6 separate regions of the Mus musculus genome follow, and all the other regions are linked to region 3. A link is a contact called in public Hi-C and HiChIP or PLAC-seq data. All regions are on one chromosome and are shown on one strand. The core of a region is the stretch at or near the end of the contact, and the rest is flanking DNA. Distances in the headings are between cores, read along the strand shown. Region 1 overlaps Slc25a24 (solute carrier family 25 (mitochondrial carrier, phosphate carrier), member 24). Region 2 has its middle 57 kb from the start of Slc25a24. Region 3 overlaps Vav3 (vav 3 oncogene). Region 4 holds the start of Slc25a24 (solute carrier family 25 (mitochondrial carrier, phosphate carrier), member 24). Region 5 has its middle 73 kb from the start of Slc25a24. Region 6 overlaps Vav3 (vav 3 oncogene).

Region 1 (4,547 bases), core at 300-2,799, 210 kb after region 3:
TAAACTTCAGAGCCATCCTTGTTAGACACTCTGCCCATTGTGGGATGGAGGAAACATGAGATCTCAGAGGTCACATGAAGTTTAGGAACCAAGGCACTGGCTGTTAAGCTCTATTGTGCTTCATCTCCTCTTTTTCATCAAGGAAATGTTAATTTTACCCCCTGAGTTTCTACATATGCAAAATGAAGCCGAACCACCTGCTTTTCAGGCTGCTGTGAATATTAAATGGGTCCCTGTCACGTGCACAAATGGATATCCTTTCTTTTCTCTTCTCTCCTCATGACCAGCCCAATGCCTGTAAGTAGCCAACTCTGCCTGGAAACCCAGGTCTTTTCTGCTAACCTTAGATCTAGAATCACTTTTGAAATTACATTCTTGTCACCAAAACTCTAGACTTGAGAAATCCTCTGCTTTCTCAAGTCATAAGATCAAAGAAAACATGAGTAATTTAATGAGAACCCTATAATAGCAGTGAAGGGTTTTTAATTGAACATTTAAAGTCACGGAATACCAAAGACTAATATTTCATTACATACAAGTACTAACGATTTACGGTTTAGTGTGACAGCACCAAATACTTAGACATGAGACTAATCTGAGGGGTAATGGTAGAATAATATTTCCTAAGATATAAAGGGAGCATAAGGCACGCTGCTCACCTGCATCATGACCTTGAGGCGATCCAAAGGAGCGGTGCTCGTTCTAGAGACGGCGCCCGCCACACCTCCTGCCAGGAGCTGCCTCCACCACTGTCCTGATTTTTTCTCATCTTCTGTGAATTCATCTGGAATAGTTAAACTATCCCCTATGTCAATTCCCTGGTGGAATGGAAAGAGATCCCACAGTTCTTCAGTCGCAAACAGATAAGCCCAGAACTTTCTTTTTGTGTCGGAGCTGTTACTGTTAGGAGCGAGCCCACATAATTGTTTTTGCAACTTAATTATTTAAATGCTGTGGTGGGTATAACTAGGTCACAGAGCACTTTCCTAACATGTTCCAGATCCTAGCACCACACATATAAAATGACCTTGTCATAAACTTTATGGGCAAGAATGAAAGGTAATAAACCAAGCTGGTAGTAACTCTCTCTTCTTCCATTTGTTCCCAATAAAATGAATTTATGATTATAACATCAAATGTTAACAACTATCCCCAAAGATATAATACAAAGTTCACAGTATAAAATGTATAGTCATAATTGATTTTATGATGTTCTGTGTAAACGTAGACATTGTTACTGGTGACAGTGTGAACTCTCAGAGTATTAAGTGGGAGTCAAAGACACTTCCCTCCAAGTATAGAGAACAAATCCACAGGTTGAGGGGTGGGAGAGCCTGCAGAAGGTCCCCAGAGGCTTCAAGAAACAGACTGTGTGACAAACCTAATTTATACCAATATATTTTGCCAGAATGCTAATGAAAGAATCACAATAAAAAATTTGTGAAGTATAAACTGGCAGGAAATGCCAACCACATGAGTCAAAGTTATTCCCTAGCATTCAGTGAGTAATGCAATACCTTATGTCGGCAATGAGTCAAGGCAGCCTAAATAAGCAAAGGTTCAGGGACCCGAGGCCATAACATCTTTAGCTATCTGGATGCACAGGAATGACTTTGGTAATGTGTGTCATCGGACTACCAGACTTCCCCATAGCAGAAGCAGCACATGCTAATGAGAGCCAGACAGCTTGTTCATCAAGATAGGACTTCCTCCAAGTTTTGAGAAAAGCTGTATTTATACTACCTTGCGGGGGGGGGGGGGGGGAGCTTTAAAGATATTCTATAATCCTGTGCCTAACAGAATAAACAGAACTGTAGAAATCAAATAGATCCCGGTACTCTCTTGAGACTTGGCCACCCTTCCCAAGGTGTTTTGATGCTCTTGGGTGGTAACTACTGTGAACCAGAGCTCCATTAAGGATAAGCAACTGTGAAGACTAACAGCCTGATCAGAACTTCAGTGATGTGGAAAGCTTGCAGTGCTACAAGTCTAGAGCCAACCTATCTTAACTGTCTTCATTCCCCTTAATATGTATTTACTGCCCACCTCTGTGTGTAGCCTAACATGCAAGTCTAGAGCCAGCCTATCTTAACTGTCTTCATTCCCCTTAATATGTATTTACTGCCCACCTCTGTGTGTAGCCTAGCATCCTTGTGGCTATTACATAAACCCTTTGGAAGACATGAATGACCCCTAGATTCCACCAACACAAGGGCTAAGAGCATCATCACACAACATCTGAGGTCCATAGTAGAAATTTCCCTACTTTGCTGTAAGCCATCTATCTGATGTTTCTACCAATGTATTTGAAAAGTGTCCTGAGTTATGATTTTGCTTGCCCCGTTACTATTTAAAACAAAACAAAACAAAACAAAACAAAACCTCATGGAACTATTTCCATGTTGGGACATTGAATTTAGGGCAACCTGAATCTATGTTACCAGGCTAGGGTCCCTCATTTCAAAACAGAATAAACTCTGTTTGTCTCCCTTGAGGTGTGTTTCCTGCATCAGCACTATGCCTGTGGCTTGGAGCTACAGATCCATAAAGCAGACTTACAGTAGAGTGTTTCCAGAAACGGATAATTTCCTCAATGTCTGTCACAGGGTTAAATAAAAAGTAATCCCTCCATTCATTCCAGTCCACGGTCATCGTCCCATCAGAGTCGATGCTGAAAGTTTAAACAGATGATTAAAGAACAAGATAAATGAATGATAAACTCGCAGAGCCAACATTATTGCCTACTTTACAGAATGAACATCTGCTTTCCAACTTAACACTCGTACTGAACTAAAACAAAACAAAACAAAACAAGACAAACAAACAAAAAAAAAACCCTTGGCAGGTTTAAGAGGTTCAGTGACAGGGCATTTGGTTAGCGGGCATGTAGGCCCTGGATTCCATCTTCAAGAAAAATATACTACTTGCAATTATACATTGCTGAAAATAGAATCTATGGATTATGGTCTTTTCCAGTCACTTTCACTATTTGGAGAAAAGTAGATCCAAATACTACAGAGAGATCCCACTGCAGATTGCCTTTAGGGTTCTGTCAAACTCAAAGTCACTCGGCTGAAGGACACAAAAACTGGACAACGAAATGTTGAGAGGTGAAAATGAATGGGCTCAGGGTCCTTTTCCCCTCGTCACCAGTGCAGGATTATTGCTTAACACCCTATGCTTGCAACATGTGGGTATAATTTTGAAATAGATTCAAAATACACTATCAATTTTCTACTCCAATTTTTAGCAATGAAAGAAAATTAGCATACTGAGCATGGTGGCACCTATCTTTAATCCCAGCAAAAATTGGGAGGCAGAGGCAGGTGGATCTCTGAGTTCAAGACTAGCCTGGTCTACAGAGTGAGTTCCAGTACAACCAGGGGTACAGAGAAATCCTGTCTCAAAAAAAAAATAGATAGATGATAGATAGATAGATAGATAGATAGATAGATAGATAGATAGATAGATAGATAGATAGATAGAGAAAATTAGCAGTGAGTCTAAAGAATTTAATTCTAAATGACTGATGTTTTGAGTTTTGAGAAATCTGCATTTTCAATTCTAAACATATCATGCTGTCATCTTACAGGTGTAAGTGGTAACAAACTCTGGGGTGTTTTTGTTGTTGTTGTCGTTGTCGTTGTTTTAATAAACTTCATGACAGAAAGTCCATTCTATGAGATTTTCCTATAGACAATGAGAAGTCATACCAGACATACTCAAGGAGCTTGGTTAGGTATTGAGCTAAAGTGTCTGGGGAAAACTCTTTTGGTGTTTCCTCACAGTTTGCTCAATAATTTATATGACAGCGACACACGCAGGTGGCATACAAAAATGCAATTTTCAGATACTTATTATTGTGTTTTCCCTGCTGTTTTCTGTTTTGATGTGCTTACGTATAAAATTGTAGTTCAGCCTTTACTTGTCCCAAAGCAAAGGCGTCAACGCTCCGCATCTGCTGAGAACCCTGCTCGCTGCTTGCGCTTAAAATGAATTCTGGGTTGCAGTATTAGCAGCTTTGATTTCATCAGCATTTTCTGTTTCTTGTGCAATGATTTAGCATCTCACCCCAACTTCTCTTTCATGAGCATGCTCTATTGGGAAATGCCACCTGAGAAACATCCCACAATTTTACTGTTTTCCAGTCAAAATCTGCCTGTGTTTCTGCTCTGAGCCACATCATGGGGAAGCATGTGTCCACCTGGGTGTTTTGTTATGCAGCACATAACCTGGCTGGTAATGCACTTGGATCCTTTGTAAAGCTCAGAACTAGAATTTGCTTTATTCCTGGGCTGGTGAGATGGCTCAGTGGGTAAGAGCACCCGACTGCTCTTCCGAAGGTCCAGAGTTCAAATCCCAGCAACCACATGGTGGCTCACAACCATCCGTAACAAGATCTGACTCCCTCTTCTGGTGTGTCTGAAGACAGCTACAGTGTACTTACATAAAATAATAAATAAATCTTTAAAAAAAAAGAATTTGCTTTATTCCTAATGCTGTTAAAGGAAATAAAAGAAAACTATTCTGGCCTTAAACAAGACAGG
Region 2 (4,685 bases), core at 2,030-4,529, 180 kb after region 3:
AGCAGCGTCTCTTACAGAGGACGTGGTTCCCTCCCCATGTACACTTCAGTACTTAAGCCAAATCTCCTGATGCCTGTACTTTCAAGTTTGTCAACATCTGGCTGTCACACTTTTCATGATTTCCTTCCCTTGTTTTCTTAACCCTCTCGCCCACCACCTGGGGCAGGCTGACTTCATGCTCCCTCAATTGGGATGGTTCTCAGGCACGTGGGGAAGCTATATTTCAGATAGGTTTACTCTCAAGGTGGCATCCAATCACAGACTGCCAAGTCCAGAGGAGTGTCAAAATGGAGTGCTTCTCCATTATTGACCTGACCCACTGAAGGTGTCACCATCTCACCAAAACTTGTCAGTGAATTTAAGACTTACAAGAGCTGTGGCTTTTCCTGCACGGAAGTCTGCCAATTTCTTTACACTGGGGCCAGGTGGCTTAAAGTCCAGATAAAGCTTTTGCTTCCCATTCCCCTCAGAGTGCAGGAAGGCTAGAATTATCATCGGCTTGGCTAACTGGTTTTGTTTTCCAATAGGCTCTGCATACACTTTTCAGCAGTGCTGTATGTAATACCCTGTGGGGGTTAATCTGCGTTGCCAACCTACAATCAACTAAGAGATGAGCTGATAGACACATCTATGAGAAATTCTCTTGAGCAGGTTGCTTGAATTGGGACGCCCCAGACTATGTGAGCAATACCTTCTTGTGACAACACCCATAAAAAGGAGGTCTGAGAGAGCAGCTTTGCTTTTTGCCTCACTGCCTTTTTGTCTGGCTGGGAAGAGCATCTGCGTTGATGTTGCCACCATGCTGCCACCACTGACACTGTTGTTGCATTCCTTGCCTCATATAAGAACTTTCTCTGGGCTTACAAAGTGGACTGAAGACCAGTGGCTCTCCAGGAATCCTCCTGCCTGTGGACTGAGTAGATACTGGGTTCTCAGCTTTTCCTGTGTTAAGATAGCCATTGTTGGACCACCAGACTATATCTCATAAGACAATCTTTCATTCTTTCAGTTCTGCTCCCTTAGAGAATCCTAATGCTTTGCACATTTTCAGTGCCCTTCCCTGCTCTCTTTGGAAGGATACAGTCTATTATTTCTCATCCTGGCATCTCATTATCATATCACATGGCAATATCTTTTAATCTGACATCTTACCTGAGTTAGTACCCAATAAACTATCACTCCCTATAGAAATATTCTTCTTCCCGGTTCATTCTCTTCTCATACTGTCCCTGACCTTCTCCTCACCAGCTTCCTTATTTCCCAAAAGACTAATCTAGCCAGGATATATATTTAAAAGGTATTCTTGCTAGACACTAGGGCACAAGCTTGAGTAAGACCTATCTCTCTGTCCTTCAGTTGCCCAAACTCTTACTGTGAAAGTATCTAAAGCCAAACCCCTAATCTACACCACAGGAAGGACGGGCCAGTGAAATTACTTCTGTCTCTCACTAATGAGAGAGGCTGGCTGGAAAGTCATCAAAGAGAAGGGGGCATTGATTCATGAGAGACGGAGAAGGCTCAGGGCAAGGACAGTACAGGCAAGCACTGGCAGGGAGAAGAGGCAGGGAGCTGTATTTTTGCCAGAAATCTGGTTGTAAGGATAGAAGAGTCAGGAGAAAAGACTCCAGAGGCAAGACTGGACCAAACTGGAAGGGCCTTGGATTTTTCTAGAGTTTCTCCCTCTCCTGGGGAAGCAGAGGCATGGTTATCCCTGAATTAGAGAAATGAGTTAGAACAAAAAAAGCTGGAGGTCACGAAAAAGGACATGCTCAGGTAACAGAGGAAAAAAAGACACAGCATCAAGGACAGCCCGCAGGTTCTTAGTGTGTAAATGGCTGTGTCTATAAGAGTTCAGCAGGAGGTGGCAACATGGGCCAGAAGGGAGAGCTGAGGTATTCAAAAGACCCCGGGTAATAGGAAGCCTGTGGTTCTGAGCTGCCAGACTGAGGGTTGGAAAACTGAGGGTAATTGCCAGAGCCTGTAGGGTGACACTGAATGACAGAATTAAGAAGTGATCACTGGGAGAGGGCAATGGCTAACCTCTTCTCTCCCCAGGACCTGAGCATCCACTTCAGAAGTCAGGGATGAAGTCCCGAAATACAGCACACAGTGGCCCACGCCCACATCCAAACTCAACCTATCCTCCACAAACATGTCTGTTTAAACTCTACAGGCTGAGACTGCTTCAGAGATAAAAGGTGGAAATGTGTTGCCCTGCATTAGAGTCTCTGGCATCCGTGTGCTTAATCGTCAATGTTTTCAATTAAATCATGAGGAAATAATTATGCAAACTGTAATTTCACCATCCACGGGGAAATGATCAGTGTGTTGCCCTTGAGGGGTTTATGCCAGGGCATCTAAAAGCCTTAGATAAGGAACTAATTTAATTTTGCTTCCCCTCGTGCTAACATTTCATACTCCAGGGTAATATATACAAAATATGGAAAACATGCCTGGTCTCTAGGTCAGGAATATCAATGTGCTTAGCAATGAGCAGGAAGACAGCTTTCATATTGCTTCACTTCTCACATCACTAACATTCTTTCTTGTGTGTTAATCTCTTTCATTCTTAGAGATAATAGGGATGCAAGAAACGGATCTAAAAACTAAACTACATGCAAGGCAAAGTGTGCCTTGGGAAGAGTGTTGTTTTTAAGTGTGTGTCACTGAACTTACAACACTTCAACTTATAGAACTGAATTGCTGAGTGAATCGTTTCAGTGAATCTCACCTATCCAAGCGTCACCAGTGGCAGCACAGGGACCCTAGGGACCTACACTCTCCAATCTATCCCTTTTCAAAAAAAAACAAACAACAAAAAAAGAAAACAACCAAAAGAAAAAGAAAAAAACAAGAATTGTCTCTAAATTTTAACTCTCTATATTTAAGCCTCCCTCTGTTACTGTATCTGGCTTTACCCTCTCTCCTTGATTGGTTTTTCTCAAGTTTATAAATCTGCCACCCTTCAGACATACACTCCCTGCTCTGATCAGGCCTCTCTCTCAAGCTCTCTCCTCCCTTTCTTTCCTTCATAGCCAAAAAACTATTGAAGGACTGTCTCCCCTCACCATCCACAATTCCTTCCTTCCTTCCCTTTGTTCCTTAGTCCACTGCCATCTGGAGCCTGCGGCTGCCACTCCAGGAAACTGCTTTGGAAATCACTCAAGATGTCAGTCCTGGAAAAACCAAAGGAACCCGTCTTTTGGGGACATGTGTGCTGACTCATTCCTTGACGATGTGATACACGCCCATTCAGTGTATCTTCCCTGCACAGTCTTTGTAGCTGACACTTCGCATTTATGAGCTATGAACACTGAAGCCATGAAGGGTGAGCTGGCTGATCTGGAGAGGAGCAAAAGAGAGGCACAGGTGTCACCAAGATCTCGCAGTCATCATCCCAGTGCAGAAGGCTTGTATTTCCTTCTTTCACTTATTCATTCAACACCTATTTGTCAAGCACAAATTGTGTGTCATAATGTGCTTGGCACACTGAAGACATCGATATGAGAGAGGAGAGTATGGAAGCTGCTTTCTTTCTGTCCTGCCTCCAGCCTGCTGCGCCTTGCCTTCTTCATTCAGTTCCCAGATAAAAGACACACACACACAACCTTTATATTTACAGTAAACCTTAATCAGCACTAGAGCTGGGCAGCTATCTACCCTCTATGCTATTAGACTCTACTTTCCTATCAATAACTCCAAATTATTACATACTATGTTTCATCTGGGCTGCTCTTAACTCCAATTGGCCAGCCCTCAGAGCCACGTTTTCATGGCTCACCTAACATATGGCAGCTTCTCCTTCCTCCTCCACCTTCTTCTCCCCTAGTGGTTCTTCTTAACCCCAAGCCCAGGAATCTTATGTCTCTTCTGCCCAAAGATGCTGACATCTTTATTTACCAATCAGAAATAACTTAGGGGCGGGTCACAAAGCATCACTTGGGTCTATCTATGGGCAGACCCCAGGTCTTAGGGGTGTGCTCTTAGTATTACAATAGACAGCAACACCAACATCAACACCAGCCACCTGCCTCCAGCCTCCCTTTCCCTTGGGAAGAGGTAGCAGATCATGTGATTCCTTTTGTCTAAACTCCACCCCCTGTCCTTTCAGGAAACATTCTCTGAGCACGGTGTGTAACTGACAGCAATCTATTTTTCTTTTTAAATCTATTTTATCTTTAATTATATATATATATTTGAGTATCTATGTAGGTATGCGCACATGAGTACAGGTGCCTATAGCATCCAGAAGAGAAGGTCAGAACCCCAGGGACTGAAGTTACAGTGGTTATGAAAACATAAGTATTGGGAACTGCAACTCAGGTCCTTTGTAAGAATAATATGGGCACTTAACCACTGAGTCATCCATCCAGCCTCTTAGTCTGTCTGTCTAAGGAAAACTGTTGCCATTCTCCCAAGTGAGCCACACAGCACAACTGTGATTTCCCAGAATGCACTCTTTGTTTTTACCCATCCTCTGGATATAAAACATGCTCTTCTTCTTTCTAAGACTAAACAGAACATCCGTTTCCCTCATCATGCCTTATTCACACCCCCTGCACCCTGTTCTCACAGCTTATCAACATGTCCCAGCTCCTATCGTGCCTTTATATTAAATTAGTCCTCCTTCCTTTCAGCATTCCTAGTAAATGAGCTCTAGGAACAACCCAGTGTGATGTGTATCC
Region 3 (4,144 bases), core at 1,273-3,772:
ACCCTCACACACATGCACATACACAAATACATATACTTTTGAAAAAAATCCTGTCAGGTATTTGTTCAGTAATTTTCAGAACCAACTTAAATCTTATAAATTAGAAGTCCAAAGCTAATTTGAGATTGCATCTAGATTCAAATGATAGCACCATTACAGATATCTAAGTCTGAGTTTCCCCAGCAGTAAAGACTGAAGACAAAGCTTGCACCAGGTAATTGGCGTTGGGAAACAGTTCTGAGAAAAGAGACTAAGGTACAAGAGCAGTGGTTCTCAACCTTCCTAACACTGCAACCCTTACTACAGTTCATTACGGTGTGGTGACTGCCAACTATTATGTCACTTCATTGCTACTTCATAACTGTAATTTTTCTACTGTTATGAATCATAATATAAATAAATTATAGGCAAGATATCTGATATGATATGCGACTATTGTAGGAGTCGGGACCCACGGATTGAGAACCACTGTCATAGAGGCACAAAAATGGAGAGCCAGGGAGCAGAGGCAGAAGGAGGCGACACAGAAGTGAGCTTTACTGTTGGCATTTAGTGTTCAAGGCCACGCCCCCCTCTCAGGAGTCCCATGAAGTATGTCTGTGAACTCCTGCCTCCAGGAGGAAAAGAAATGATTTCACTTGACTATTCCTGTCCCCCCCCCCATCAGATAAAAGAACCCATCACTCTGTCATGACTCTTGCAAACTGCCCAGTTGTTCTTGCTTGTCTCGAAGCTTCCCACAAGGAACCATAGTGAGAGAAGCTCAGAGCAGGAAGAAGCGTGGGCAGGAGAAGTGGAGAACGAGAGGCCCCTGATAAGGTACATTCCAACAGTGCCTGTGGAGCACAGGGGAACCCACAAGGAACTGGCGGCTGTTGGGGATGGAATAGGAGAGAGGCAGAGGGGATTTTCAAGTGATACTCAGGAGGAAGCCAGAACAAGTTCCAGCAATACTGAAAGTCTCCATCCTCTTCTCCTACAGTCACTCAGCTGGAGCGAGGGCTGCCCAGGGAGAGATGTGGGGCTTCTTGCCCTGTCATTTGTTTTATTTTTGCTCTTGTTTCTTTGGTTTTCTTTTTTTTTTTTTTCTTTTCTTTTTTAATCTGTGATTGAGAAAGTAGAATTTTTTCAGAACACTGGACATTAATTCAGCTTAGTCTTAACTTTTATATCCTCCACTTTTAAAGAACCTAAGGAATGTCGAGGGCAGGCAGTAGTGGTGGTCATGGCAATAGCAGTGGCTCAGAGCTTTAATCCCAGCACTTGGGAGGCAGAGGCAAGCAGATCATTGAATTTGTAGCCATCCTGGCCTAGAGTGTGTTCCAGGACAGCCAGGGACAAGAAACAGAGAAAGAAAAGAGGAGAGGAGGGGAAGGGAGGGGAGGGGAGGGTCGAGTCAGAAGGGAGGAGGGAAAGAAGATGAGGTGGAGGAAAGAAAAAGAAAAAAGACAGACAGACAGACAGAAAGAGGAGAGAAGAATGTCAAGGCAAGCAAGATCATCACTTGCCAATACCACCAAATTTAAAGAGTTAGTCCTCAAGAGTAGCTTCCAATACCTAACAGGATACACAGGGCACACAGAACACACACCCATATAATTACAAAGGAGGGAGTGAGAGAAAAGGAGGAAGAGATGGACAGATAGATGGAGAAATAGTCAGGGGAGATAAGATAGAAAAGAGGAAGAACGTCAGGGCACTTGAAAGACAGAAGAATACAGAGAAGACTGCAGCACCATTGGTGTGTGCTTTGTCAGACTGTCTACAATACTTGCCAATTTTCCAAGAATCCATGAGGATGAATGGATAATCTGTAAGGAAAATTAACAACTGAAACTTATTTAGCCTTAAAAAGAAATCAAATTCTGACCTATATTATAGCATGGATGGGCCTTGGGGATATTATCCTACCTGAATGACCCAATTCATTTGAAGAATCACGAATAGTTGAATCTACAGACACAGAAAGGAGCATTGTGGCAGCCAGGAGATAGCGGAGAAAGGGGTTATCATTGAATATGTGCAGAATGCCAGCTGGGGAAGATGATAATGTTCTGAAGACAGGGAATGGTGGCTGCACAACACACTGAGTGTGCTCAATGACACTGAACTGTGACTTAGAAGTGGTTAAAGTAACCACAATCACTATGATTATATTATATGTGCACACAACAAAAACAAAGTCAACAAGGAGACAGCTGCTAACGAGGTTAATTTTGGCTCTGAGCTTTTGCTTACTGCTTCTTTCAAAGCTTAAAGGTCTGCAGTCCCAATCTCTAAGGACCCTGGGCATGGAACTTTTCTTTGCCAGCATGCAACATCCATATTTTTCATCTCCCTGGTGACATCTAAGCCCATGTTTCTGTCACTTGGGGTGGAACAGGATCTGGGTTCTGCCTCACATTCGTCACCACCACAATCTTTCACAAGCAGGAATTCTGAGTCTCAGGCCACAGCATCTGTTGCAACTGCCTTTTGCTTTGTGACTGCTTTGTGCTGTAAGCACTGTTTCCTGAGGAAGGGCATCTCTGAGACCTCCCATTTCCGCCAACCCAGCCCCAGCAGATGCCAGGACCACACTCAATACGCAGTGCTGCGTAGGCACCCCAAGACATGAGCATTCCTGAGCATTTTAAAAGCCATATCTTCGGTATTTTTATTTTCTGCCAGAGGTAGAACATGTCCCCTCGTGTTTAACTACTCTTGGAATTAAGATCATGTTTCTCCACTATTGTCCATTCATACAGACAAACTCAGAGATGCCCTCTTCCACTTCAGAGCTAACACTTCAGAGCTAACTCTGCAAAGGAATCACCAGGCCTTGCTTTTTTTCTTTCCTGTACTAGATTATTGCTTTTCTTATATTCTAAAATATTCCCCAAGATTTTACAGTCTAATGCCTCCCATATGAGGGAGAAATGCAGAGCTATGAGTATGTCCTCATACGTAATCATTACTCAGCAAATATTGTCTGCCTTCACTTCCAACCAAGGGGATCCCAACCAAGAGGTCACTGTGAGAAGCCCACATCTAACCAGGCCGAAACTGCCTCAAACAGCTCTTCCATTTTCACCTATGTTTATGAATGCCAACTGTTCTTTTAATCTGGGTTTCTCTGTCTACAATGACCATTCTCCTAATACCACCAAGTCACTCCTGTTTCTCCTTGATTTCTTAAGAAAATATGACCTTTAAAATCTAGATGTTGCAATATCACCCCTTTTTAATGACTCCTTTTCATGCTGAGTTTACAAAGATCTCACTGACTTGTTTGTCTCTCTCAACTTAAGAACATTCCATATAATTCATATAATTCTTTTTTTGTTTTGAGACAGGGTCTCACTATATAGCTTGGTCATGAATTCCCAGAGATCTGCCTGCCTCTGCTTCCCAAGTGCTGGTCTTAAAGATGTGTACCGCCTCACCCAGACCATTTTGTCCTAATTATCAATAAAATCTAAAGTTCTTCTCTAGGCGAAGCTACAGTTCCATAATCTAACTGGCAGACTTACATAATTAAAAACCCACAGCTTATATAACCATGCTTCATGGACAAACCTACAGTTCCAGGATCTAATGGGTAGAACGTTTATAATTAGCAAACCTAGTACAAAGACAAGTTGTGGTTTACTATGGAGGAACTTCCACTAGAGTTAGAAACATTTCTGACCTTTACAGAGTTCAGCTTCTTCCGGTCCTCATCTCTGAAACCTGCTCAGACAGAAAGACCATTCTTTGGCCTGCTTTTTATTGGTGAGTTTAGCTCTAACACAGGTGGTCTATCAAGATCATGTAGATAAACAACCAAATTACATACGATCCATCCCTCCAGGCCTGCCCTTTGCCCCAGAATGAGATTAACTTGATGTGTTAAAGATAATTTATCACTTCCTTCCTCAGTCTGCTTTTCATAATTTAAAGGAAGGACCTGACCGGACACAATACCACTCTTGCAAAGTCACTTTTGCAGTCTGCGGCCCTGGCATGGGCCTTACACCAAAATACAGAGAAAATGGCAAATCTGTTCTATGTTTAATGACTAAAAAGGTCCATTCTCTTTTGCAACCTCATCTAAAATGTCAGTTCTAGCAATTAAAAGAACAAAAAACAAAAAACAAAAACAATCCTCAAAATCTAAGTGCTT
Region 4 (4,480 bases), core at 1,040-3,539, 240 kb after region 3:
ATTATTATTATTATTATTATTATTATTATTATTATTATTACTAGACAGGTCACTGCTGCATCAGTGTATTTCACGTGCTAGCCCTAAATCCTTTAGTATCACGTTGGTCCAACGAGTGAGGCAGAATCACCAGTATTGGGAGCTGATCTTATTGGAGGGTATAATGATTAAATAAGTAATATCACTCAAGAATTGTAACAGTAGTGACACGTGAGGTAAGGGAGCCACTCACAGCTGCATGCAGTCAGCTCATCTCTGAAAGACAGTCTAGGAAGACATACCACAGACGAGGTGACCGAAGGTCAAAACTTTCCCTTAATTGTAAAAGTAATGTGTATTCATTCATTTTCCTAAACTACTACAAATGTAAAGGAAAAAGTACAAAAACTCTTATAGTTGAAAAATAAGCATTACTAACCTTCTGTAGAAGAATGTGTTACTGCTGGGGATAGTTGACCACATGAGGCATGACCACCAATAGTGACACTACACATCTGAACAAAATTAATATAATATAATACATATGTGTGTGTGCAAAATATATTCATTTATTAGTGACAAATATGAGTTGCCATGTTCTAAATATTTATATGCTTATAGGTTTTTACATAATTTATGTGTAATAATTTTTTTAATTACAGAATGTTTTTAATTACAGAAAGTTCCTCCTGACTCTGTGGGGTTTGTTGTTATTGTGGGATTGTTGTTATTATAGGGTTGTTGTTATTGTGGGGCTGGGGACCTTGAGGTCTGCTGTTGCTCTTTGTTTCAGTTCACTCCAGTTTGACTTAGATAAGGAGAGGACAGAGCCCAAGCTGACCTGTAACTAGCAACAATTCTCCAGTCTCAACTCTCAGAGTCCTGGGATTGGAGGCATGCCCCGGATGCGTTGTCTAATTTATTCATATTTTCAAAGAACAAAAATGTATTGGGAAACCTAAAGCACACTTAGAATGATACATAAGTCAAAGACATCATGTCAGTGATTAGAAAACACCTGGAAGTGATTAGAATAATAAAAACAACTAATAACCGAAACATGCCTCTGAGATGCAGCCACAGGGTGGCTGAAGAGATGCTATCACTCAAAAGTAGCTAGGCAGGCCTTTGATTCAAGAAATGGGAGGAAATGAGTCAGCCCGGAGCAAGTAGAAGAGCCACACTCGAACTTGGTTCTTTCAGAAAGTGCATCGAATAGGCAAACCTATGGCCAGAGTGAAGATGGGGGAAGAACTGAGATAAGGAAGAAAGAGGGACCCCTGCAGACACAGAAGTTCTGTAAAGTTATATAGAATAATGCCTTGGGCAAAACTGGCAGCTTCCAAAAAATAAAGTTGTAACTTACCAAGAGGACAAACTAAAGTGAAGACTCCTCTATTAATGGCATTGACAGTGACTGAAAGAGGAGTTTTAAATATAGGTACAGAACAGTTGTGGCCCACTCAGTAACTCAAGCACCTTCCTCTTAAGATAGAAAAGCCAGCGTCCTCTTGTAAGACAGCGGGCTGGACAAGTTCCAGATCTAGTGTCCCCACCCTGCCAAGGAGCCTGGATGTCAGGGCCACAATTCATATGACTCAGAGAAAGTCCAATTGCTTTGCAACAGGTCAACCCTTCAGATCAATGCGTGCACCCAGGGGACTAACTTTGAACGTCATAAAAACGGAATGTGGCCTTTCTACCTCACCCAGCAGTTGGGAGCAAGGCCGGTTTTAACTCCTTTTTGAAACAATAAACTCTAGCTGTAACAAAGTTACTTAAAGTTGGGACTCACTAAAGTCTGACAGCAGGTCATGAAAAGTTTGCAAAGGACGGGACAAGTGAGCCAAGAACCAGAGATGCTCTCAGAACAAAAAGTGTTGACAGTTTTAAGTGTGCAACATTAATTTATCTGGGAATACACCCGCCGCCTTCCAGATCCAACTCCTTGGAGCTCTTTCAGCGGGTTGGCGGGCATAGTTCCTCCTCCTTGCCTGGCCTCAGGCCACCGCCCTCCCAGGACCTGGCTGTGTGGCGCCTGCGGCCACCCCAACACCCTACAGCGACCCACCTCCTCCGCGTCCTGGCCCAGCGGGATGCCCAGGCTTTGCAGCCCCTGCTGCAGCTCTCCGATGTCCACCACGCCGTCCCCATTGCGGTCCAGCGCCCGGAAGAGCGTTTCGTAGCGTGTGGGCGGCTCCGCGTCGTGGCAGGCGGCGGTGGGCAGCACAAAGGCCCGCAGCCAGCGCAGCATGGTCCCGGGGAAGTCACCGTGAGCTGGTGGGGCGCGATCCGAGTGCGGAGGCCTGTGGGGTGGGGCGGCGGCCGCGGGTTGTCTGGATCGTCGTCGGGGGGGGGGGGGGGGGGGGGGGGGAGGGGGGCGAGGCTTCTGGCTCGCAGGAACTGAGCTCCGCACAGGGTGTGGTCGCCCAGCTGCTGCTCTGGGCGGAGCTGGCCCAGGCCTGCGCTGGCGACTAGGAGGGGATGGGCCAGCTTCCTGACTCCAGAACCAGGTAGGATAGGGTGCTGGGGGGGAGGGGGGGATGAAGGGGGGAATGCAAGGAGGGTTTCTGCTCTGCCCAAAGGCACAAACTTCGCCAACAGATTTATTAAAGCTTGGGTTTGGGGGTAGTTTGATGAGCAGGTTGCTCAACCTCAAAGCCCCGTTGGGCTGGAAGACTTGGAGAAGTGCAGAGTTCATCAGAAAGACAGCAGTAGGTGGGTATCTGGGACAGAGAGTCAAAAGTGAAAATGGCTATCAGACCAAAGGGAGAGGAAAGGGGCCTGCTAGAGGCCTTTTTCTGAGAGGAGCATCAGCCACCCAAGAGGGCATAGAGAAAGGAGAGAAGATGGAACACAGTGGGTACCTTCCCACAGCACACAAAGAAACCCCAGCTTCTTTCCTTCGAGACAGGTGTGGTCCTGAGGTTTGCCATTTATAGTTCAGGTGAGACACAGTTTCTGGGATAACGGGAGAAACGCTGGGACTACAGAGACTTCGATACCTGCTCCTTCGGCTGTGTAATTCCAAAGACCTAACGTAGCTTCCCTGGATAGCCTCCCGTCAGTAAAATGAGAATATGAACAGCTGCTTTGCCATCAAGTGAAATGTCCTTCTCTGGAATAGTCTCAATTCAATCACTGCTGCTTAGCAGAATCTGTGGTTATGTCCTGTTGTGTCCGGGTATTTAAAACGAACACTAAAACCACTTGTTTCTTCCAAAGTGGAGGACTTGAATTTCCCTCCTTCCTTACCACTCTGTACATTAAAATATACTGTGTATAAATAGAGTCTGCAGATAAAGGCTGCCAGTAACCAGTTTCTGGGCCTCTATTGCTTCCAAGCCATAGTCTTGGAAATTAGCCCCTTCCTCTGGAAAGGCTCTCAGACGCCACCAGTCTTTGTTGGCTCTCCTGGAAAATGGCTTCTAAGGCCATCTCTGGAGATGGCTGATGTTGAGGACGCTTGCCAACCCAGAAATAAAGGTTCCTCAGTGGAACAACCTGTGCTGTGTTCGAACTAGGAGCTGCCTCTCAGCTCTGAAAGCAATCGCATGCTAGGAAGTTCTGAAAAGAGCAGAGCTATATAGTGACAGAAACATATCGGGAGTTATGTGCTGCAAGAGTCAGAAGGGTTTTTTTTCGGGGGGTGATATTAAAGGGCAGAAGGCAGCGTATGAGGTGAGTGGTTTTATTCCACCCTGTGCTCCCCAGTGTTGCGGTCACACCCCCCCAGCAGTGGCCTACAAGCAATGAGGTCATGTAACCATGGGCTGGAACCTCTGAAACCAGCCCAGGTGAACCTTTCCCTGTTTATAAACATTATCTCCAGTATTTGCTGTGACGGTGAAGGATGGCCAACACAGAGATAACAACCGTAGAAAATTGTCTGCATGGGAGAAGAAAATGCTCACGGACCCCAATCATCTCCATGAAAGGGCTTCCCTTCCTGTGTCCATTCGTCAGGCCCACAACCAAGGGCTCCCACAAAGGCCACACAGAAAACCTGGGTTCATACTTAGTTTTACTTGATTTATTGTGGTCAGGAAGGACAAGTCTAGGGTTCAGCCTAATTCAGCACTCCTGCATTAAAAGACTTGCTGCCTTCGCATGCCCTTCATTTCCATGGGAACCACAGATATTTTACCCCCATCAGTTTTGGTCCTTGAAGACATCAGCACCTACTCTGGATCACTTGGAGTAGTGAGGGATCTGCTTGAATAACCACTCCGGAGTCTCATGGTTTGAGCAGATAAACATGTTTACCCTTTTTATTAACAGCTACTAATCAATTGCTCTGTGCTATTGCAGACAAACCATCAGCCTCTGCACAAGGACCAGTTCGGTTCCAAATTCCCCACGGTTGATGCTCTCTCAAATCTGAGTGATCATGAAGGAGGCCATGTATTGAACAGCTCCCGTAAAAAGCTGTGATCATCACCGGAAAGGTGATTTCACCGTGCAGTGAGACATGAACCTGGATGTCCTAGCAGTACAGTGA
Region 5 (4,401 bases), core at 966-3,465, 170 kb after region 3:
ACTATGTGACAGAGGTCTGGTGTCAGGAGCAGGTGAATCTCCTACTGTCCCTTTGGGTTCCTGGGCTTCCAACCCAGCTCAGCCTTACCAGGTTCCTAGTCACAGTCCACTGCCCCACAGCGCATGTCTGTCACCTTCATCATAACCAAAAAGTATCTGAGAACTGGTTCAATTGAAAGTGAGTCCTGAGAGACAGGAAGACGTTCTGGAAGAAATCTCTACAGGAAAGAAAGAAAGAACGGAGGAAAGAGGGAGACAGAGATGATTTTTATAAGATCTTCAAATCACTCCACAGTTTATACAGAACTCCTACTAATTTTTAATCTTCCCAAAACAGTCCTGTACGGTGGGTAATATCCATGTCATTCATAGATTCAATGTTTTGTCTAAGATCCTAGTACATGCAGAAACGTTTTGATTGAAACCCAGTGCTCTTTCCATCCCACCTTAACACCCTGATAAGCACCTCAGTATTAAGATAGATCAGTACAGAAGCATACCATCAAGTGAAGGAGAAATGAGAGCATCCCACCAGCCGCGGACATGACACCCTTGGGACGTGAAGACCATGCGTGAAATGCAGACACGTGCCTGAACCTACTCAAGTGTCCAAATAAGAGGTGACCACTGACTGTCGATGTGAAATAATGTAGTCATCCAGGAAGGGAGCCTCAGTGAGGAGCTGTCTAGATTAGTCTGGCATGAGGGCACATCCATGAGGGATTTTCTTAGTTGGATTAATTGAGGTGGGAAGATCCAGCCTAAATATGGATGGCACTATTTCACAGGCAGGGCTCTGGACTGTCTAAGAGTAGATACGAAAAGCAAGCTAAGGACAAGTGTGCATGCATTCACCGTCCCTCTGCTCTTGACTGTGGATATGACTGTCTGGTTCAGCTTCCTGCCATCGTGATGAACTGTTACCTGGAATTGTGACTTCTCCCCTTTGATGAACTTTTAGCTGGAATTGTGAGCTAAAATACTTACTCCTCCAAGTTGCTTTAGTCAGAGTGTTTTATCACAGCAAAAGGAAACAAAACTAGGACACCCAGAGTCCCCTGTGCTAAAGTACCTCTGCTTGCTCCCCGCAGGGCACTTCACTCAGCATCCAAGTCACACCACATCATCTAAACATGCCTGGTACCTAAGCTGCCTGTGAGGCAACTAATATTCTAAACGCAAGATTCTGATAGTCTTCAAAACTTGAATTTCTTCAAAGCAAAAGGAAATGTTGTAGTTTTAACAATGGTGTAAAAAAAATGGTTTATTGATGGCATGACTAAACGAATTGCTAGTAAAGAATGGTTAATCGATAAAATATTATAAAATCACCCCACTTAAACCACAGATTTTCACTGGATGAAAGTAGCCACATAACCTGATGGTATAGATTGTATCACAAGTGTTATTTTGACCCCGTTTCAAAGAAAATTATGAAAAGATTCAGTGGATCCATAATGCTCTAGAAGCCTTTCAATGATTTTTTTTTCTGTCAAAAAAAGTCCTTGAATATATACTAAAAATATCCACTAAAAGTGTTACAGAAAAGCCAAACTGATAAACATTTGGTATTTCTGGTTCTTTTCACCAAAGTTGTAGCCCAGTGTAGACACTAGATCCATACTCTTTCTGCCTGATCACATTTATCATCACCAAAGATCACATGGAGAGGAGAAGAGGGAGGAGAAAGATAACGATTTGCAAAACTAGGTGGTGAGATCTAGAAATAATCTTATGTTTATTATGTCTTAATTTCCCTTAGTTACGGTGAACAATTAGATGAATTCAGGATAGGCAAGAAGTGAAGTAAAGAGAAGTCTACTGATCTACATAGGAGTGAGAGTTTTGTGGGGAAGCAATATAAGAACAGAAAAGAAGCTGAGGGGGCACAAGAAATGATGGGATTTCCAGCCAATTTTATTTCGATTCCTTAAACATGTCTTCTTACATCACAACAACCAAGGTGAACTGAGAAACTTAATGCAAAAGGATAAGTATAGCCAGTTCCTTGTTACTAGCTAGTAATCATGACAACCTAGTTATCTATAACTAAGCATCTTATCTATTTCCCACATCAGTTTGGTACAGTTGTGCATTTTTAAATGAATACTGTTTTCTGAGTGTGTTTTATTTCTTCTACTATAAAAAGGGAAATGAGATGTGGGTTTCCGTGTGTCATCTCAGCATTAGTCACCTTAAACAACCTTCCCAAATGAATCATCTAAAACGCAAAATGAAACATGCAGTTCTAAAGAACTGCTATGAATCCATCCCAGAGATGGTACAAAGGAAGTTCAAGTCTGAGCTGAGAACAAGAACCTGCCAAGGGAAGCAGAGACCAAACCCTGCAGGAAGTTTGCAATGCCCTGGAGGCAAAGAGTGTAAAACTCACAATGCCCAGGAAAGGAAAGCAAACCCCAGATCCTTCAAAACACAGAGAATCACACAGAGAGACCTGCACACAAGGGAAATCTCAACCAGGCTCAGAATAAAGAAGATGAGGAACAAATGCCTCCTTCTCTGCAGAAAGAGACCGTGTGCCTGTACCTGGCATTGGCACAAAGAGGAAATCTAGCCTCTCTCCTGAGATTTCACAGCCTCTGAGGATCACAGTCTAAATTCACCCAAACTTTATGACCCAGGATCTCACAAAGAAAATGCGAGGTCTCTCCAAGGACTTCCTCAAGGGGAGTGATGGCAGTGAGGTGGAGTTACCGAAACTTCCAAACTCACCCTGAAAACCCAAGCCAACAACCTAAAATGCTTCTGACTCTCTTCCAGACACTGACCGGAACCTCGGGATGCTTTCTTTAGTACTTTGGCTCTTTCTTCTTTCTCTGAAGTTTCCCCTCCCATCATGTGGCTGCTTGTCTGCCATGTGTCTGACCTCCATGTCCACTTAAATAGATTTCTTTTCTTCTGTCCTCCATTCCCATCTTCCTGGAAGATGTACAATTTGCCTGCCTTGCAGGAGTTTTTCTCTTCTAAAAGCTAATAAAATTGTCCTTCATCTTTTTTTTTTAAAGTTGACAAATACTCAACACCACCAAAAGACTCACTCAAATGGAACTTGGAAAGTAACCCTGAGGACAACTGGAGGGGCAGAGAGAAAGCCTCAGACTAGTCAACTAGTGTGGTACAACTCCTGCTGTACTACACTTGTCCCCATCACTTCCAATATTAAAGATTTACCTGGATTTTCCTCCAGTGCCTCCCACTAGCAAACCAAGTAGTTGGCTGACGTAGGAACTTAGGAAACAAGGTTTCTGATATCCACTTCTTGCATTATATGGTAAGGAAAAGAAGGAACAAAGATAAGTCCATGTCACTTAGACAAATGACCAGGGCACCCTTAGTTTTTCCTTTGCTATGATCAGAGAAGTTCTTAGCATGGAAAAATTATGAACATGGTCTCTGTTGACCTTAAATGAACCCGTGACAGTGTGTTTAAACCATCAAATATTTAAAAGAATGTGATCCTTTCATCCAAACTAGGTCGACTTTGGTGGACACAAAAAATTGGTCCCAGAAGTGGGATTCTGCTGCAGCAAAAAATCCCAGAAGATATGGCACTGGCTTAGAGGTCTGTGGGTCAGGAAAAGAGAAGCCATACTCAGAGGCTGAAATGGTCTTTCATTTTTGGCAACAAGAAGCATTGAGTAAAGCAGTCACAATAGTAACCTGGAAGGCAGATCACCTGTCAAGTGAATGTATGTGCCTTAGTGAAGAGTTCGGAAAACAAAATGTTAGTTGTGTATTTTTCTTACAGCTGACTGCTTCCAACAAGGAGCCAGAGGGCTGAAATGAGTTCAGAATATTTGATCCTTTCATGGGAAAGAGAGAAAACAGAGTCCACAATTTCAAGACCTCATGCAGTGCAAAAGGCAAGTGTTTCTCAATTCCAAAGAGTTCAGTTCAAAATAAAACACTGAGGAAGTTGGAATGCAGCAAAGGATAATTAAAACTTGGCTTTAGAGCAAACATGCAGTTAAGAATATGGGCATATGTTCAGAGTTCCATACCTTGAAACTGATTAAGATAGCAGCTGGAGTAGATATTGAACTAGTAATGTGATAACCAACAAGTGTTTTCACTGGGAAATTAACTCAACAAAAAGATATCATGTCTGTGATTTGGTGAATTTTTTTAAAAGATTCAAATATACATCTCTGCTCATATGCACATATAAAACATACATGTACACATCTATGTTTTACTAAAATAATAAGGCAATTGTTGGAGGAGGTGATAGTACTAGAGACAAGATTTATTTCAACATAAGTTATTTCATGGCTTAATGCTTTAATCATATTGTTTTATATTCTCAAAGATACATGTACTGGCTAGTTTTGTGTCAACTTGACACAGGTTGGAATTATCACAGAGAAAGGAGCTTCAGTT
Region 6 (4,246 bases), core at 1,639-4,138, 130 kb before region 3:
CCAAAAGTGCAAAATGGGAAGAGTCATGACTGGGAAGCTTAAAAGCTCAGACAGTGCCTGTGTTTCTTTTCTGTTAATTTTATGACTTAATTCAGATTACTAATACAGGCGAGTGACAGTCCCCTCCCAGTAAAGTGGAGAGTTAAACACATTAACCCCATATATTTTGTACCTTATACTGGAATATCTTAAAAATCAAATAAATCTGTATTCCTCAATTAGTACTCGCTAGATATGTGAAGCTATTTAACTTAAAATTTGTTTTTAAAAAATTTACACAATGGAGTACTACTCAGCTATTAAAAAAATGAATTTATGAGATTCCTAAGCAAATGGATGGACCTGGAAGACATCATCCTGAGTGAGGTAACCCAATCACAAAAGAACTCACATGATATGTACTCACTGATAAGTGGATATTAGCTCAGAAACTTAGAATACCCAAGATATAAGATACAATTTGCGAAACACATGAAGCTTGGGAAGAACAAAGACCAAAGTGTGGACACTTTGCCCCTTCTTAGAATTGGGAACAAAACACCCATAGAAGGAGTTACAGAGACAAAGTTTGGAGCTGAGACGAAAAGATGGACCATCTAGAGACTGCCATATCCGGGGATCCATCCCATAATCAGCCATTGCATACACTAGCAAGATTTTGCTGAAAGGACCCTGATATAGCTGTCTCTTGGGAGACTATGCTGGGGCCTAGCAAACACAGAAGTGAATGCTCACAGTCAGCTATTGGATGGATCACAGGGCTCCCAATGGAGGAGCTAGAGAAAGTACCCAAGGAGCTAAAGGGAACTGCAACCCTATAGGTGGAACAACAATATGAACTAACCAGTACCCCCGGAGCTTGTGTCTCTAGCTGCATATGTATCAAAAGATGGCCTAGTTGGCTATCACTGGAAAGAAAGGCCCATTGGTCATGCAAACTTTATATGCCTCAGTACAGGGGAACGCCAGGACTAAGAAGTGGGAGTGGGTGGGTAGGGAAGTGGGGGGGGGTATGGGGGACTTTTGGGATAGCATTGGAAATGTAAATGAAGAAAATACCTAATAAAATTAAAAAAAAAAAAAAACTCATACATTGTATTTCCATGGCTGACCTGGCCTGGCTCTAGGCACTCAGTCATCACCGTTTCTGTCACGTTTTGGGCCACACAGATATCACATATTTCCACAGCTCAGCAGGCATCACTGAGCAGCAAAATGGTTGAGCGTGCCAGTTCTTAGCCTGATCACGCAAGATCAAATCCGGGTTTCACATTCATTAGCCAGCTAATTCTAAGCAACTGCCTAAACTCGCTAGTGTTGGCTTCTTCCTCTAGATAGGTCTTCAAAGAATAGCTAATGATCATTAGATTATTGTAAGGATGAAATAACACAGTACATGTGAAATAAATGGTTCAAAGGTAGCAATTCTTTATAATCACTAAAAGAAATTGCTTAGTGCTTTCAAGAACTTTTCTGCTCTAAATTACTTTCGATTATGTATTTCAGTACCTAAGTCCAAGCGTGCTCTGCTGACAGTTTTAGCATCTGTATTTAGTAATCTCACTCCTCTTTCATTTCAATCGTTTGGCAGAAACTCACTGAGGAAACCATCTAGATCCAGAATTCATTTTCTCATTAACTGCATTTTTTTAATGATAAACATGATGGCTCAAACTCTCAAAATCAAGCGCAGCAAAGGAGGATCTGCTATGTGATTCTTTTTGAGTAAGAACGGCAATGGGGGAAGATGCATCTGTCTGGATTGAGGTAGTGTCCTCTAAAAAGCCTCAGCCCCAGGACAGAAGCGTGAGCAAGGATCTCCATCCCTCAAATGAGCCTCTGCGGGGTACCAGTCCCATAAATGGGGTCTCCAAACTCCTGGCTCAGGAGGGAGCCCATTGGGAGCCTTGTTCACTCAGGTGAACCCACCTCTATAAAACATAAATAAGAACAGCTAATTAACTTCCGCGTTAAGTTATTGGCGGGGGTGGGGTGAGAATGTCCATCAAATGTTTGTGAAGTTTTATTATAGAAAATAAAATTAACTACATGGGAAATTGTAATTACATATTGACTATAAATAGCAATCTCCTGTGAATTCTTGGATTCTTGAAAATTGTGAAAAGAATAGGCGTGGCATGGTAGCATTAAAAAAAATGAAGTAGAGTAGACACACATCAGTCGGTTCTGTCTAAACACTCCACAGTGCACAGTTAGCTCAAAACAGCATGTTCTACATGACATGTATATAGACTTGTTAACTTAAAAATAAACCAAACACGGCTTCATCATTTTTAACAAGAGCATAAGGACAGAGGGGATGCTTTTAATGGTTCCTAGGGGTAAAGTGAAGCAAGCGACCTGGAGACCAGGGGAGCAAAGCTAGTGGCTCCAAAACTCTGCGGTTTAACCCTAACCTCCTGCTGAAACACTAGGAAATAAAAATTACTGATATTTGAAGATGCCAAAATTATGTGTTTCTAAGTGAAAAGTCTAGTTTTTTAAAAACATCTGGAATAAGTAGTCCTCAGACCTCTGGCTAAAGTAGGGTTTGAGACACACACCATTGGGATGAGTCAGTGCTACAGAACCCCAGAGAACACCCTGCTTCTGGTTGTGTTGTATGCTGTGGTCTTAGGCCCTCTTAGCAAGAAAAACAACACAGCAATAAAATATTATTCCTGCTACTTTAATGTGCATCTTAATGGCAATTTATTTTGTTCTTTGGAGATAATTGTATGACAACTGTTGATTTACAAAATACTTCACTTTCTGTCTTTGATCTGTCAACACTGAGAATAACTACAGTCTTTCCCCGCCCATGTCCCTTTCCCCCTGGAGCTGGAAAACCCAGATGACAGAAATCATACAGCTTGACTTGTCATGTAAACATGCACCACTAGAGGGAGCCAAACGATAGTCTATTACCTTAGGTCTGCTTTAAGCATTACCTTTAATCATGCTTTGAAAATTTGGTTTAAGCAACTCCTATGATTTAATGGTGGTCATTTATTATATTCAATACTAGAAGATAATACAGCTAAATTCATGGGACAGAAGGGTGGGAAGACTGCATGGTGATCTTACAATGAGTAGCTGCAAGACCCTTCACTTTTATGTCTGTTCTCTTCATCATTCTAATACTAATACTAAATTTAGTCAAAACAAATAAAGGCTGCTTGGTCAATGTGGTATTTTTAGAACAACATCTATTCTATAAAGACGATGTTTACAGACTGTGAACAGACAAAGACACAGATCAATGCCAGATCCTCAAATCCCCTCTATGAATTCCCTGCCCTTCTGAAGCATACAGACAAGAATATTTATAAAATAAAATAAAACAACAACAACAAAAAAAATACCGAAAGACACTAAAAAGCCTATGTTCCATGAAATATGTTGATTTTTAAATGGATACTTCAAAACAAGAGATTGTGGACGTCAGTTTCCAGAAAGGTGGGTAAGGCAGTAAGGACTTAGCAACAGCGAGCTACTGTGACTCCCCGTCCTGACCAACCTTTCCTGCCCACATCCTCTATCCCCACGGGAAAGGAAACACGTGTGTAAAGAAGTCAAGATTTTATTTGGGCTGACATTAATTAGACCTACTGTGTGAGGAAGGTGAGAGAAGTAGGCACGGCTTCTCATTACCACTTTAAACTGGAGATTGCATCCCAGAAGCAACAGGGTCAGTGAGAACATAGGCGAGCAGAGAACAGGGCTAATGAATGGCATTAGTGAAAGGGTGAACAGAGGGGACAGGAAGCCATGGGGAGCAGACAATAGCCAAAAGTCAGTCACACAGGGATTTTCTCAATGGTCCAAGAGTGCTCTGAGACAGCCACGGTGAGACCATAAGAGGTGAGATGTCCTTGGGCGCCCTGGCTGACCACCATGCGGGCTCAGGAGGGACAGCAGGCTCAGACTAGGTAATGAAGGAGTGTCCACTCAGATGCACAACTGGAAACCAGAGATCAAAGCACCAGGCAGCTCTGCTCAAGTGTCACCAGAGTTCCACAAGGCAGCTGGAGCCCAAGGTGCCTTCTCTCTGTGTTCTGCTCCCATCCCAACCTGAATCTCATGTGTCCTCTCTTAGACGGTGGCTATAGTCCTGTCCTGGCACTTATCAGTTCTATAACATTTTCAAAATCAGTTTCTAATTTTTTTTTCTCAAAAGAACTCAAGGTTGTTTTTTTTTAAGCTAATCAGTTGTAAAGGAGTATAGATTATGAAGTAGGATCCT

The links. Hi-C and Micro-C count contacts between places; a contact is called where the count stands out from the background. HiChIP or PLAC-seq counts read pairs in DNA pulled down with a chosen protein or histone mark.
Region 1: a Hi-C map of bone marrow-derived macrophages shows a contact between it and region 3, with 36 read pairs. The contact joins two enhancer-like sites. A contact is called at or near these places in 6 of 484 Hi-C or Micro-C datasets (bone marrow-derived macrophages, granulocyte-monocyte progenitors, myocytes and 1 more) and 3 of 115 datasets of contacts at active chromatin or transcription factors (CD8 T cells, DN3 thymocytes and the HPC-7 cell line).
Region 2: a Hi-C map of bone marrow-derived macrophages shows a contact between it and region 3, with 37 read pairs. The contact joins two enhancer-like sites. A contact is called at or near these places in 15 of 484 Hi-C or Micro-C datasets (the C2C12 cell line, Sertoli cells, Th1 cells and 11 more), 7 of 115 datasets of contacts at active chromatin or transcription factors (CD8 T cells, DN3 thymocytes, the HPC-7 cell line and 4 more) and 1 of 9 other capture datasets (bone marrow-derived macrophages).
Region 4: a contact with region 3 is called in an H3K4me3 HiChIP or PLAC-seq map of bone marrow-derived macrophages, with 3 times the contacts expected there. The contact joins the promoter of Slc25a24 here to the enhancer-like site in region 3. A contact is called at or near these places in 9 of 39 promoter capture datasets (the 3T3-L1 cell line, the HPC-7 cell line, cranial neural crest and 5 more), 3 of 115 datasets of contacts at active chromatin or transcription factors (the HPC-7 cell line, bone marrow-derived macrophages and effector CD8 T cells) and 2 of 9 other capture datasets (adipose tissue and liver).
Region 5: a Hi-C map of bone marrow-derived macrophages shows a contact between it and region 3, with 25 read pairs. The contact joins two enhancer-like sites. A contact is called at or near these places in 1 of 15 datasets of contacts at CTCF or cohesin (the NIH/3T3 cell line), 4 of 484 Hi-C or Micro-C datasets (the Ba/F3 cell line, bone marrow-derived macrophages, embryonic stem cells and 1 more) and 1 of 115 datasets of contacts at active chromatin or transcription factors (CD8 T cells).
Region 6: a contact with region 3 is called in a Hi-C map of bone marrow-derived macrophages, with 38 read pairs. The contact joins two enhancer-like sites. A contact is called at or near these places in 1 of 15 datasets of contacts at CTCF or cohesin (CD8 T cells), 10 of 484 Hi-C or Micro-C datasets (CD8 T cells, bone marrow-derived dendritic cells, bone marrow-derived macrophages and 6 more), 5 of 115 datasets of contacts at active chromatin or transcription factors (CD8 T cells, the HPC-7 cell line, acute myeloid leukemia and 2 more) and 1 of 9 other capture datasets (bone marrow-derived macrophages).

Annotation. Positions count from the first base shown.
Region 1 is chr3:109,153,118-109,157,664 of GRCm38.p6, reverse strand. It overlaps Slc25a24 (solute carrier family 25 (mitochondrial carrier, phosphate carrier), member 24), which reads right to left. Exons shown (of 10, transcript NM_172685.3): 4 at 2,560-2,671; 5 at 660-818. Among named protein-coding and RNA genes, the nearest start is that of Slc25a24, 32 kb to the right of the region's middle. Within about 2 kb of position 1,549, at least 64 of the 459 cell types and tissues checked have an H3K27ac peak or open chromatin away from gene starts, as enhancers often do. A contact at or near this core is called in bone marrow-derived macrophages, where this site is marked.
Region 2 is chr3:109,177,430-109,182,114 of GRCm38.p6, reverse strand. No RefSeq gene overlaps it. Among named protein-coding and RNA genes, the nearest start is that of Slc25a24, 57 kb to the right of the region's middle. Within about 2 kb of position 3,279, at least 50 of the 459 cell types and tissues checked have an H3K27ac peak or open chromatin away from gene starts, as enhancers often do. A contact at or near this core is called in the C2C12 cell line and bone marrow-derived macrophages, where this site is marked.
Region 3 is chr3:109,360,424-109,364,567 of GRCm38.p6, reverse strand. All of the region lies in intron 1 of Vav3 (vav 3 oncogene), which reads right to left. Among named protein-coding and RNA genes, the nearest start is that of Vav3, 22 kb to the right of the region's middle. Within about 2 kb of position 2,522, at least 69 of the 459 cell types and tissues checked have an H3K27ac peak or open chromatin away from gene starts, as enhancers often do. A contact at or near this core is called in the C2C12 cell line, CD8 T cells, the HPC-7 cell line and 2 more, where this site is marked.
Region 4 is chr3:109,120,958-109,125,437 of GRCm38.p6, reverse strand. It overlaps Slc25a24 (solute carrier family 25 (mitochondrial carrier, phosphate carrier), member 24), which reads right to left and starts at 2,289. Exons shown (of 10, transcript NM_172685.3): 1 at 2,051-2,289. The coding sequence starts at 2,233. It overlaps Gm19391 (a long non-coding RNA gene), which reads left to right and starts at 2,364. Exons shown (of 2, transcript XR_867568.1): 1 at 2,364-2,492; 2 at 4,291-4,480.
Region 5 is chr3:109,194,190-109,198,590 of GRCm38.p6, reverse strand. No RefSeq gene overlaps it. Among named protein-coding and RNA genes, the nearest start is that of Slc25a24, 73 kb to the right of the region's middle. Within about 2 kb of position 2,215, at least 31 of the 459 cell types and tissues checked have an H3K27ac peak or open chromatin away from gene starts, as enhancers often do. A contact at or near this core is called in CD8 T cells and bone marrow-derived macrophages, where this site is marked.
Region 6 is chr3:109,490,418-109,494,663 of GRCm38.p6, reverse strand. The region is part of intron 2 of Vav3 (vav 3 oncogene); the gene reads right to left. Among named protein-coding and RNA genes, the nearest start is that of Vav3, 150 kb to the right of the region's middle. Within about 2 kb of position 2,888, at least 6 of the 459 cell types and tissues checked have an H3K27ac peak or open chromatin away from gene starts, as enhancers often do. A contact at or near this core is called in bone marrow-derived macrophages, where this site is marked.